2 separate regions of the Sus scrofa genome follow, and region 1 is linked to region 2. A link is a contact called in public promoter capture Hi-C data. All regions are on one chromosome and are shown on one strand. Each heading gives the region's core, a stretch centred on a gene start, on an enhancer-like site or on the middle of the called end of the contact. The rest is flanking DNA. Distances are from core to core; before and after follow the strand shown.

Region 1 (5,778 bases), core at 1,313-3,812, 590 kb after region 2:
TACATCCTGTTCCTTTCTAAGTTACATGAATTTAACTATACACACTTGGGAAAAAAATAAAGGAATTAATAATGTTGGCAATTCTACCCATCATTGATATGAATCTTTATATAACAGGATAGTGTAACAGTTAAAACCAAAGGTCAGCCATACTGTCTAGGTATGATTCTCAATTCTATCAGTCCTAACTCTATGATCTAAGGTAGTCTTACTGCTTCATCTGAAAGATGAGAATATATCATACCTCCTAAGGTTTGTAAAAATTAAGTGAGCTATTATTAAAAAAAAAGAGCTAAGCACAGTGCTATTCATACAGTAAATGCTAAGTGTTCACTATCAGTATTAACAATTTCTTCTTCAGTTTATTTCAGTTCTGATCTGCCTCCCAGAATATCCATGAAACTATGTACATCAATTTTCATGAACAAGAGAGAATTTTCAGTATCTTTTTGAAAATACAGTACATTGTTCTTTGTTGTTGTTGTGCCCATGGCACGTGGAAGTTCTCAGGTCAGGGATCGAACCTGCGCCACAGCAGTGACCCAAGACACAGCAGTGACAATGTCAGATCCTTAACCCACTGATCCATGAGGAAACTTCCAACACTATTGCTTATTTGCTAACTTTTAAAGTCTAATCTCCTTGAAGAAGAAGACTATGCTAACCTTCGAAAGCCTAATGATAGAGTAGGAGGAAAAAAGCACTTCTAAATTTTATTATTTGGGTTTAGAAACAGAAAGTTTCTCAGTCTTGGCATTACTGATATTCTGGGCTGGATGGTTCTTTCTTGTGGGGGCCTTCCTACCCATTGTAGGATGTTAAGTTAGCTTCTCCAGCCTCTATCCACTAGACGCAAGAAACACTCTTCAGCTGTGGCAACCGAAATGTCTTCAAACATTGCCAAGTGTCTCCTGGGGGGACTAAACCACCACCATTTAAGAACCACTGGGTGAAATGAGTACAAGTGGTCTCAGCTATAGATGACACTTAAGAAAAAAAGATGGAAACATACCACTCAGTTACATAATAAATTACAGATTCAGTAGGATGCCCCAAATTGAAAACCAAATCATAATCATGGAACGTGTCTCCACTTGGTATTTTGCAACCTTTCTTTAAGGGATTAATAACATGATGTTATTCCTTTCTAGGAATACAAATCACTCTGTAAGGACCTATTTCTATTCTACTACTCTCAGCATCTGCAGTCACCTTCTGGACGTCTGGTCACGGTGAAGTGTAAGGTCTTAGAGTGAGGACAAAGGCCTCCTCCAATCATAAAGCTCATTTTTCGATCAGGGGATGTTTGCTGGTCCCCTCAAAACCAGCCAAGGCAACAGTGAGTGTACTTCAAAGAGTCCTTGTAAGTCACAAGTCACTTACATTCCAAAACAAGAATCTGCTTGTTTTAGTACACTTCACTCTACGCAAATGTCAGTCAAATCAACACATGAAGTACAGCTTTGGCTATGAGGGACAGTAGCAGATGGCAGGGCTGGAGGGGGTGTGTGTGCGCGCGCGCACGCGCATCTGTATTAGACATTGCCTAGCAGGAGAAACCATCGGACTCACAAAGAAAAGAAATGTAAATAACACCGGACATTCAGAAGACATGAAATCAGATGCTTGTCTATTTGGTTTAATTGTTCTAAAAGCTATCAAACATGCTCTTTCTATAAGCATTCTGCTCTTGCTGTTTTTAAAATTTTCTATCATATATCTCCTAAAGAAAAACACATACATAAAGATATATAGTTCGACATCACAATCATACGTTTAATGGAACAAAATCATACAGTTTCTGTTCTCAGTGTTGAGTCAATTCTTACATGTTTTTAAATCTTTCCTTCCCCTTTGCAGCAAAGTAGTTATTAGTTGCTTTCAAAAGACTGTACATCTAATTCACAAGAAGTGACTCACAATAATTCACAAGAAGTGATTATCGTTCACAAAACAATGAAAACACAATGAGTGAAACCTTGGGATCTGTCTTCTTTCTAAACCACCACTTCCCATCAGGAAGGCGGAGAGTGAGCGGAGCGCAAGAAGCGGTAGTCTGCGGTAAAACTACAATCTAGCGTTACCACGAGTTGGTATCAAGATAAACGGGTCACTGCTGGCGCTTTACTTAGTACAAGACAACACTGCACTTCACTACGGCTCATCATCGCTCCCTAGGGAGGCCAGGACTGCGTTTATCACGGGAAAAGCTGGAAACTCCAGGGGACAGAAGCAGAAATCTGTCAGAGAGGGAAAGTGCCGGACCAGGAAACTTATTTCCGACCCTCGAGAGGGTAAGGCGATACCAGACCTCCGCCGCTCCAGCGTGTTCACCACAGAACCTTTTCCCCGCTGCCACCACCATCCTGCAGAACCGCTTCTTCTTTTCCACATAGTAACCGCATCGCCCCTCTGCTGGAGAGTCAGTTCCATGCGGTGTCGGCGCAGAAGCCGCCATAATTCAGGGCTTACTTCAGGTAGCAAGCATCGATCCGGCGAAGAGAGGAAAAGTTGTTAGCGCCTCTCGGGTTCCCTTCCCTTAACAAATATGGCGGCCTCGGATCCCGCCACGCAGGAGGGTACCCGGAACGACCGCCCAGCCGTCACAAAACCGGAAGAAGCTGATGGTGGCCGGCGAGGCCCAAACCTCCTCCGTATCGTCTCTGCTTCACTTTCCCCGCCTCTTCCGCGGAAGCCGAGCGCCAAACTTAAACAGGCCCCGGAGGCCTTTCAGGCTAGTACCGCTGACCCGCCGGCCCGTTTGGGTTTTTCCGCACACCGGCCGGGGCAGGGGTTCAGCATGAGCCAGATTCTGTTCCAGCAACTCGTCCCGTTGCAGGTGAAATGTAAAGACTGCGAGGAGAGGTGAGGGCCGCGTTACTCTGTGCCCGCGGGTGGCGGTTAGGGGTCGGGCCAAGGGGGAAAGATGGCGGCTCCGGCCGGTGGGCCCCGGCCTGCGCTGGGTGTGCGGCCCATCTCCCCGGGCCGCGGAGACAGAGCTGGCTGGGACCTCGTGGTCGTTTCAAAGTCTGCCGTTGCTGGGGAGGGAAGAGTGAGGAATGGGTCGCCGACCCGCATCAGTTTTTGTGTGTGTTTTTTTTTAAGTCTTATCTCTGGATGTTGTCATGGAGATGATAGCCCATTTCTCTTTTTGACGGATAAGAAGTCTGGCTCAGAGAAATTAAGTAATTTGCGTGAGAGCTCACGAGTTCACGGCGGGCGGGCACTAGAATTCAGGCTTTGGCTCACGGCCCTTTTTCCCCCCTCTCTCCTTTGAACGCTACTGGAAGTAAATGCAAGGTTAGACTTAAAAAAAAAAAAAAAACTCTACAAATTTGTGGTGTATTGCCTCTCTTTCGTCATAGTTACTAAAAATAAATTACGTGTAATAAATTGAAAAACAATTGTTGAAAACCATATATTCATTTAGTCATTCAACAAACGTTGAACACTCTTCCTGGGCACCGGGGATACAGTGATCAGGAGAGTTCTTGTGTTGGTGGAGTTTACAGTCTGGTGAGGGTGGAAATAAAGGCCAGTATCACAGATAAATGTAAAAGTTACAACTTTGGTTAAAGAGGTGGTGCTGTTGAGGCCGAAGTAGGGAGATTTGGCAGGAGATTTCAATTTTGTCTCAAGTGCACCACTCAGTGTCAGCTGGCTCCTCTCTGAACCTTGATTTTCCTCATTAGTAAAGCTGATAAAACATGGCTACCTACATGGTTGGTTGTTAATGAGGATCAGGTGTGAAAATATATGTGAAAACTAAGTGGTGTGGAAATGTGACATTAAAAGAAATGAAGACATTGATTTGTTGAGCTGCCAGTGATGTGAAATTAGTATGTAGTTCAGAATTAGGTCCAGAATCAATTGGCAAGCCAGGGAGGAGATGGTACCAAAACCAGCAGCTGTAAATGGAGATTTGTAGACTAGTTGGTTATTCTTTTGTGCTGCCCAATATGGGAGCCACTATGTTTATTGGACATTTGAAATGGAGCTAATCGGAACCGATGTGGCATGAGTAAAATGCACGTTGGACTTTGAAAACTTACTATGAGAAAAAAGGTATGTAAAATGTTTCCATTTTTATATTGATGGAATTTATAAATCATTATCTTAACATGTATTTTGCATTTTGCATATATAGGCAATATTTTGGATATATAGGGTTAAATATTAAAATTAATTTATCCGTTTTAATTTTTTAAATGTGGCTTCTAAAAAGTTAAAGATTACATAGGTGGCTTCATTGTATCTCTGTTGGACAGCCCTGTTCTGGAATGATTATAGAGAGATAAAATGTTGGGGGGGCATAATTTCTGATTCCAATATTGAAACTCCTAGCACTTCTTCATCTCATTACATTGTCATCACAGTTACCTCCTTAAAACACTATTTCAGCCTTTTCATTTCTCTTGCTTAGAAAGGTTTCATGTATTCCTTTCTCCTGCAGCAGGGGTCAGCACACTATTAGAGCCCATGGACCAAATGGCCCACTGCCTTTTTTTGTAAAGCTTTATTTTATATTTTTACAGTAGCATCTGTAGCATAAGGAAGTTCCCCAGCCAGGGGTTGAATTGGAGCTGCAGCTGAGGCCTACACCACAGCCACAGCAATGCCAGGTCTTTAACCCATTGGGTGAGGCCAGGAATCGAACCCACATCCTCATAGAGGCAATGTCAGGTCCTTAATCCACTGCACCGCAACGGGAAACCTGATAAAGCTCTGTTAAATGCAGCTGTTCTCATCTGTTCAAGAATTACCTATTGCTGCTTCTGTGCTGTAAGGGCAGAAATGAATAAATGTAACAGAGACCTTATGGCCTGCAAAGCCTAAAATATTTACCATGTGGCCCTTGACTTACAGGAAAAACAATCCAGGCTCTTTAAACAATCCAGTTCAACACTTGTTTGTGAATGCCTACTGTGTATTAGGCGCTGTCCTAGGTGCTGAGGATATAAAGCTCCCTTCCTCCAACAACAGCAGCAAAAAAAGTTTTCATTCTAGCCGTCAAGGATCTCACACTTTAATAAGGAAAACAGAAAGGTTTTTCTTTTTTGGAGAGGCAGCATGGCACAGGCTAAGAGTTCAGGCTCTGGAGCCAGATTGTCTGGGTTTAAATTCCAGTTCTACCGCTTTCTGTTTGGTTATGTACAATTTTTCTTACTTAAATTCCCTGTGCCTCATCTTTAAATTGATGAAAATGAAAGTACCTGCCTTTTGCGGTTATTATGAGCATGAAGTCAATTCATACATATGAAGTGTTTAAAACAGTGCCTGGAACTCAAAGAGCATTCTCTAAACATTAGGTATTTTTAAAGTGTGATTAATACATGAAGTAATATAAATGAACTAAAGCCATAGAGAAGAAGGAACTTGAGTTGCAAACAGTGGTAGTGCTCAGAGAACTTGGAGGAGAGTGATGCAAAACTTTGAAGCCCATGGTTTGACTCTAACCTGCTTTTTTCATTTTTTTATTTCCTGAGCTCCTCTCCTCAATACCTTAGGCACACAAGACTACTTGTTAGCTTCTGAGTCTACCTGCTATTCTCTCAATACTGAACTTTTTTTTTCTTATAAAAATTTTTTAATTGTTATTTCCCCAATACAATTTTTTTTCTACTGTACAGCATGGTGACCCAGTTACACATAAATTTATACATTCTTTTTTTCTCATATTATCATGCTCCATAAGTGACTAGACATAGTTCTCAGTGCTACACAGCAGGATCTCATTGCTAATCCATTCCTAAAGCAATAGATTTTATTTATTAACCC
Region 2 (5,979 bases), core at 901-3,400:
CCGCTGAGCCAGAACAGGAACCCCCAGATAAAATTTTGAAGTGTTGGCTTTATAAGATTCTCAAATGTGTATGATATTTAAAGATGCATCAGTATACCTCCAAGTGAGATGATCTTATTGTTAGCCAATTTTACAAGATCTTACATTATTCAACAGCAAACACCCGGATAACAGTACAGTTATATTGGATATACCTCTTCGCAAAGCAGTTAAAAAACAAAACCAAAACAACCAAATGTGACACCAAAAACCATCAACTCAAAAGATGTAAAGCTTTCAGAAAACTACACGGGATTTTCTACCGCAGTCAAGACCGGAGGAAAATCATGAGACAGTTTCAGCCTAATGCCAAGAAAAAAAAGAGCATCAAAAGGGATATAAAGATATCCCTTTTAAAAACCTCTTCCTCATTCCAAGATCTAATAACATATTAAGTAGAACATGTGATATTCCCTCCCGGACTTTTAAGGGAGAATCTAAATGCCACTCCCCCACAGAGAGGCAGGAAACGTGTTTCTCCCAGTTCCAAGAAAGTGGGGCAAAGCTAACGCGTGTAAAGACAAAAGACTGTCTCCATGTGTCAAACTGAAGAAGGGTCTTGGCACTCGCGTTTATCGGACTAGGGGGTGGTGGTGGAAGGAGGGAGCGGGGACCTAAATTTTAACTGCTGCATGTGATGGCCCAGAATTTTAAGAAACGTAAGCATGCCAGACCAGTGTGGATATGAGAAAGCAACTCTGCAGCAGAGGTGGTGGCAAAGGCAAGACCTGAACCTCCCGGTGAGCAGCTACGTGGCACTAAGCAAACAGTGTTTCGTCTCCCCCACCCTCTGCTTCCGCCCCAACCCTTTTTCCCTTTGGTTACCAGTTGCTCCAGATGCCGTAGAGTAGTTCGACAAAAGCGAAAGAGAGGTTCAGGCACAGGAAGAAAAACAGGTTCCGAGACGTCTTGTCCGACAGGATGGACCTAGGCATGACACAAGTGGGGAAGAGCCGGGAAAGTCAAAGCGGGCCGGGACCCGGAGGCTGGGTTCTCCTTTCAAGACCCTCCCAGTCCACACTTTCAAAACGAGGGTGTCCCCGACGCTCCCTCCCTGGACCTCGAGCCATCCTTAGGTTTGGGCCTTCTCCCCTTCTGCCAGACATCCCCATCCCGCAAACACAGCACCCCGCACCTAAACCAGCCCGAGATCTTGCCGAACAGATTGAACTTGGGTGGTTTGTATTCATCGTCCTTGATGGACAGGGGCAACATCTTCTCTGCCCGGCGAAGGGCCGGGTCTACACCCCACTAGTAGCGGCTCCGTGGGTGATGGTAGTGACAGTGGTGACGCCTCAGATGGGAAGCCCCGGAGCTTGTCCCGGGCCGCGCGCCGCTTCCAGACACAGACTCAGACACAGACTCAGACACACACACCCGGGAACCCGCCGACTTCCGGCCCGGGCCGCGCAACGCGTCCTGGGACGGGAAAGGGGGAAGGCGGGGCCGAGGGCGGGACTTGCGCGGTGGGGCGGGGCTTACGACAGGGGGCGGGGCTGCGCGGGTTTTTCTGCGAGTTAAAGGTGGTTGCAACGACTCGGTGTTCCAAAGGGCCGACCTGGGGTGGAGTCCCGCCACCTGGACTGAGGAGGAAAGTCCTGAGCTGGCCCTCTCACGGCCTGGGCTGGGTGGGAAGTTGAGAGCCCGCACTCGTCCACCCTGACCGCCTACCGCCGATGTTCCCGGATGCGCTGGCGTCCAGCGCCAGCCCTTTCGCCCTTACCCCTGTTATCATTAAGACCTGATGCCCTGGGCAGCAGTGCTTAAGAACCTAGGCCGCACGTTCTCTCGCCTTCACTCCACAGGAAGCGCAAATGATGGTTTTGCTGGGTGAACCCTGGACACCCACATCCTAACAATCCACCCCGCCCCGCCCCCCGAAAACAGCGCCTGACCTCTCCGTACTGCCACGCTGGAGGCAATCAATAAAGGTCTTCCGAAAGAATTTTAAATGTATTTAAGAGAACCCTTTAAAAGGAGCGCCGACGAGACTGGGTTGGAATGCAGGTTTGGTTAAGGCATTGCTTCCACGACAATTCTCAATCCGCAGATAACCCAAAACTCGAGTTCCTACACGTCCCCTTCACTTCCAGGTCATCCCGGAGGCCGCAGTCGCGGCTCTAACGCTCGTCAGAACCCCACTGCCCATCGCGAGGAAGTGCAGGAAAAACAGGCTCTTTGGTGGGACGCAGGGACGTGCGGAGCTCGGGGAGGCTAGCCCGACGGGCCTGTCCTGGGCACCCACGGTCGTTGGAACTCGTCTTCGGGCGTCTTTCCGGGAAATTGCTTGGGTAAGGTCAGGTGGTCCATCACCTGAATGAGTACAAGGTGTTGTCTTGGGGGAGAAATGGGGATAAAGGACGACCGGCTTTTGGAGGTGGGCTGGAAACTACAAAACCGAGCTTCTTGGGAACAGCCTTATAGTCTAACAGGAAGTGGAGCGTCACCGAAAGGGAGGGGTGGCCGCCCGGGACGGCCCCCTGCTTCAGGCTCTCTCTTTGCGGTCAGCGTTTCATCCAGGTTATCCATCCAGCGAGTGACGCCAAGTCCTTGCACGCTACTGGGTTTGGAAAAAAACAAAAAATGAGCAAGCGAGACGCCCCTTCCGTTTTATGATCACCAAGCTGCAAGCAAATAAATCGGCTGGTCCCACTGCAATCTTCTGCACTCGAGGTAAGGAAATACCAAAATGCTCTCATGTTAAAAATGTTCTGCAGTGAGCATATATGTGTTTTGCTCTCCTTGGAACTTTGTGAGTATGTGGGGTGGTGATTAGGTGGTTTTATTTTTAAAAACATAATTTATGTACTCTGCAATTTTTTTTAAATGTCCATGTTAATTAAAACTGCTTTATAAAAACAGCTAGATTCCAGAAATTAAGTTCTGGAAAGAGTACTTTGCCTTTCTAGGCATATATTTCATTATTTTAACTTAAAGAAATATTTTCAATTAGTAGCATTTATTTATATTTTTAGGAAGCTTTTATATTAGCCATAGACTGAATTTTATTCAACTGCACTGCCAGGGAAACATCAGTGGGTACAAACTGGGTTCAAGATAAATATTTCCATGGCAATTGAGTTTTTCTCCAAAGCTGCTTTATTTCAATATGATGTAACTTTGCTGGGGGGGGGGAGGTGAGGGTATATGGAAGTAACTAAATGTCAGCAACTGATTTGCAGCGTTCCCTTAACTCATCAAGGTCAGCTGGAATTTGAGCTTGTGTTTTTGTATTCTGCCTTTGAAGATAAATTCTGCATTTTATCTTATATTGCTTTGGATGAGAAATTGCTCAGCTGGTTTATAGAGAAATCTGCAATACCCTTTTTCATAATAGCTTTTAAATAAGTTGGAAAAATTGAAGTTTAATTTCAGTTGTATTGGTCCTGGGACTCCTAAGTCCCCACTCCTCACCCCCAAAATATAAGATAGCTATTCCCATGAGGGCCTTCTTTCAAAAGGCGGCAATGCCACTTCACATCTTTCATCCTTAAGTGGCAAAATTACCAACTGCAATACGAAAAGCATTTTACTAGAAATGGTAATTGGACACTTTAAATCACGAAAAGTTCTCTGAGTGGAAAATGTTTGATGTGTCTCACTTCTTTTATCTTCTTGAAATGATTGCCCCATATATGTTAACCAATATGTATTGTCATATCAAAGCTAAAGTTACTTTCTTTCATTCATTCAACAGTCATTCAGTGAACATCTACCATGTACTAGGCTCTGTGCTGGGCAGAGGTGGGGGAAGGGAAGTGGGTTACAAAACCTGACAAGTCAAGGTTCTTTCCCTGGAGGAATTTTATGGAAAGAAGCTAGATGTGAGGAGAGGGCAAATCAGGCCAGGATTTTAGAACTGCATAATATTTAAGATGTGCACAAGAGTGCTTTTGATGTAGCAGGGAGGAACAACTGTCACTCGAGTTTAGATACATGTTAAGCCTTCCTTTTGCCCCTTCCATAACATGTATCATGAAAGAATATGATTTGGGAAAATCAAAAATGATTCTTCAGCTGTATGCAGGTGGTCATTACAGCTGCAGTATCCTACAAGTCTCCAATCAGTTCTGAATTCCTTCATATGATATAAGATTCAGTGGGTTTATAAGATTACATAATAGAAATATGTATCTATCTATCTATATATCTGCATTAGGGTAACTATGCAAACTATATGGGGGAAAAAACTCAGCCTTTTAGATGTGCGATTAAGGGCTGTGAGAAATGAAAGCAGAGAAGATGAAGGGGCAGAAGCTCGTCTCCAGCCAAAGTTCCAGCTCCTTGGGTTCAAGGTTCCAGTTCCAATAGTCAGTAGGGAATAAGAAGGATGCCATTTGTCATTCCTCAGTAATCAATCCTCACATTTATCTGCAATCCTATTTTAGACCCTGTGGATTTTTAGTACTTCAAATTGAATGCCCTATGAACCTTTAGTGAAAAAAAGAGGTTTTGATGGTAGATAAAACTACAGATGCTAAAAAGCATCTAGAAATTGAATACAAGTGCAGGTTGCTAATGCATAAGAGGTCTTACCCCATGGCATATATGTTCTGGTTTCACATGTGTAAACACATTAGATTATCGGGATTGTGTGAGTTTCTTCTACTTCCGGATACTTAAGAGAAAGAGAAAAACAAAAATATAGCAGTGTTGGTACCAACTTCACAGGAAGCTGTTATCTACCTAATTGCCTAAATGTAATTTTTAGTACACATTATAGCAAATTTTAATTTCTAAAAATAATTCAAAGCCTATGGCCAATAGCATAAAAATTCATTTTTAAAAAATTTCCTGCTGGTTGACAAAAACATCACAAAAATTTTCTGATTTTCCTTAATAGTGCCAAGAGAGCCTGTTCCTATGAATTACTGAAGCCATAAAGAAAAAAATTTTTAAATTAAAACTTTACCATAATGAGGTAAGTACCAGTTGTTGTTGTTGTTGTTGTTTATTTTTTAAAAACTGGGGTAAAATATAGCTAATATCTGCCATCTTAACCATTTTTAAGTGTATAGCTCATAGTGTTAAATGTATTTACATTGTTGAGCAGCCAATCTGGAGAACTTTTTCATCCTGCAAAACTGAGAGTCTATAACCATTAAACAACAACTCTATTTCTCTGTTCCCCAAACCCCCGGCAACCACCATTTTACTTTCTGTTACTATTATTTTGACTACTCTAGATTCCTCATGTAAGTGAAATCGTAGAATATTTGTCCTTTTGTAAACTGGCTTATTTCACTGGGCATGATGTCCTCAAAGTCCATCCATGTTGTACCAAGTATCAGAATTTCCTTCTTTTTCTTCCTTTTAACGGCTGAATAATATTCCATTGTATGTCTCTACCACATTTTGTTTATCCATTCATCTGTCCATGGACATTTGGGTTGCTTCCAACCTTTTGACTGTTGTGAATAATGCTACTATGGATATAAATGAAGTACCGGTATTTTTATCTGAGAAAAATTGTTTCCTACAAAGGGATTTTTGTTCCTTTGGAAAGAGGACTTTTCACTTGAACCAGAGTCTGTGAGAAAATACAGTAATGTCTCTTTTGATCTTATCCATTGAAATAGTAGTCCAGATCACAGAATGACGTCAATACCTCCAGAGTTGAAATACTCTCATAGACAAGAACAAAGCTGAAAACAGAGACTATGCAAAAGATACTGCAGATACAAAGCAGGTCAAGTGTGAGAGTCGGGAGTTTGTTCAAACCCACCCCTCTCTCTGTGCTCAGGAAAAGTCATTTCATATTCAAGTCTCAGCTATCCCATCTACTAAATGGGGTGGATATATTTTAATTCCCGCCTCTCTAAAGGTTTGAAACATCACCGATTTGAGAGGTTAGGTAATGACAGAAAGAGAGAAGAGGTCTGACAGCTTTCATTGCTAAGCTTCCTGGGGGCAAAATTGGTGAGCTTGCTCATTACGGTT

Evidence for each region. Promoter capture Hi-C pulls out the DNA fragments that hold promoters and counts their contacts.
Region 1: a promoter capture Hi-C map of liver shows a contact between it and region 2, with 3 times the contacts expected there. The contact joins the promoter of TRMT13 here to the promoter of EXTL2 in region 2. A contact is called at or near these places in 1 of 5 promoter capture datasets (liver) and 1 of 47 Hi-C or Micro-C datasets (liver).

Annotation. Positions count from the first base shown.
Region 1 is chr4:117,983,071-117,988,848 of Sscrofa11.1, forward strand. TRMT13 (tRNA:m(4)X modification enzyme TRM13 homolog) reads right to left here and starts at 2,563. Exons shown (of 10, transcript XR_002343574.1): 1 at 2,312-2,563. It overlaps SASS6 (spindle assembly abnormal protein 6 homolog), which reads left to right and starts at 2,529. Exons shown (of 17, transcript XM_021090148.1): 1 at 2,529-2,865. The coding sequence starts at 2,549.
Region 2 is chr4:117,395,061-117,401,039 of Sscrofa11.1, forward strand. It overlaps EXTL2 (exostosin like glycosyltransferase 2), which reads left to right and starts at 2,151. Exons shown (of 5, transcript NM_001243549.1): 1 at 2,151-2,712; 2 at 4,883-4,960. The coding sequence starts at 4,956. It overlaps SLC30A7 (solute carrier family 30 member 7), which reads right to left and starts at 1,323. Exons shown (of 11, transcript NM_001136211.1): 1 at 1,175-1,323; 2 at 865-966. The coding sequence starts at 1,254.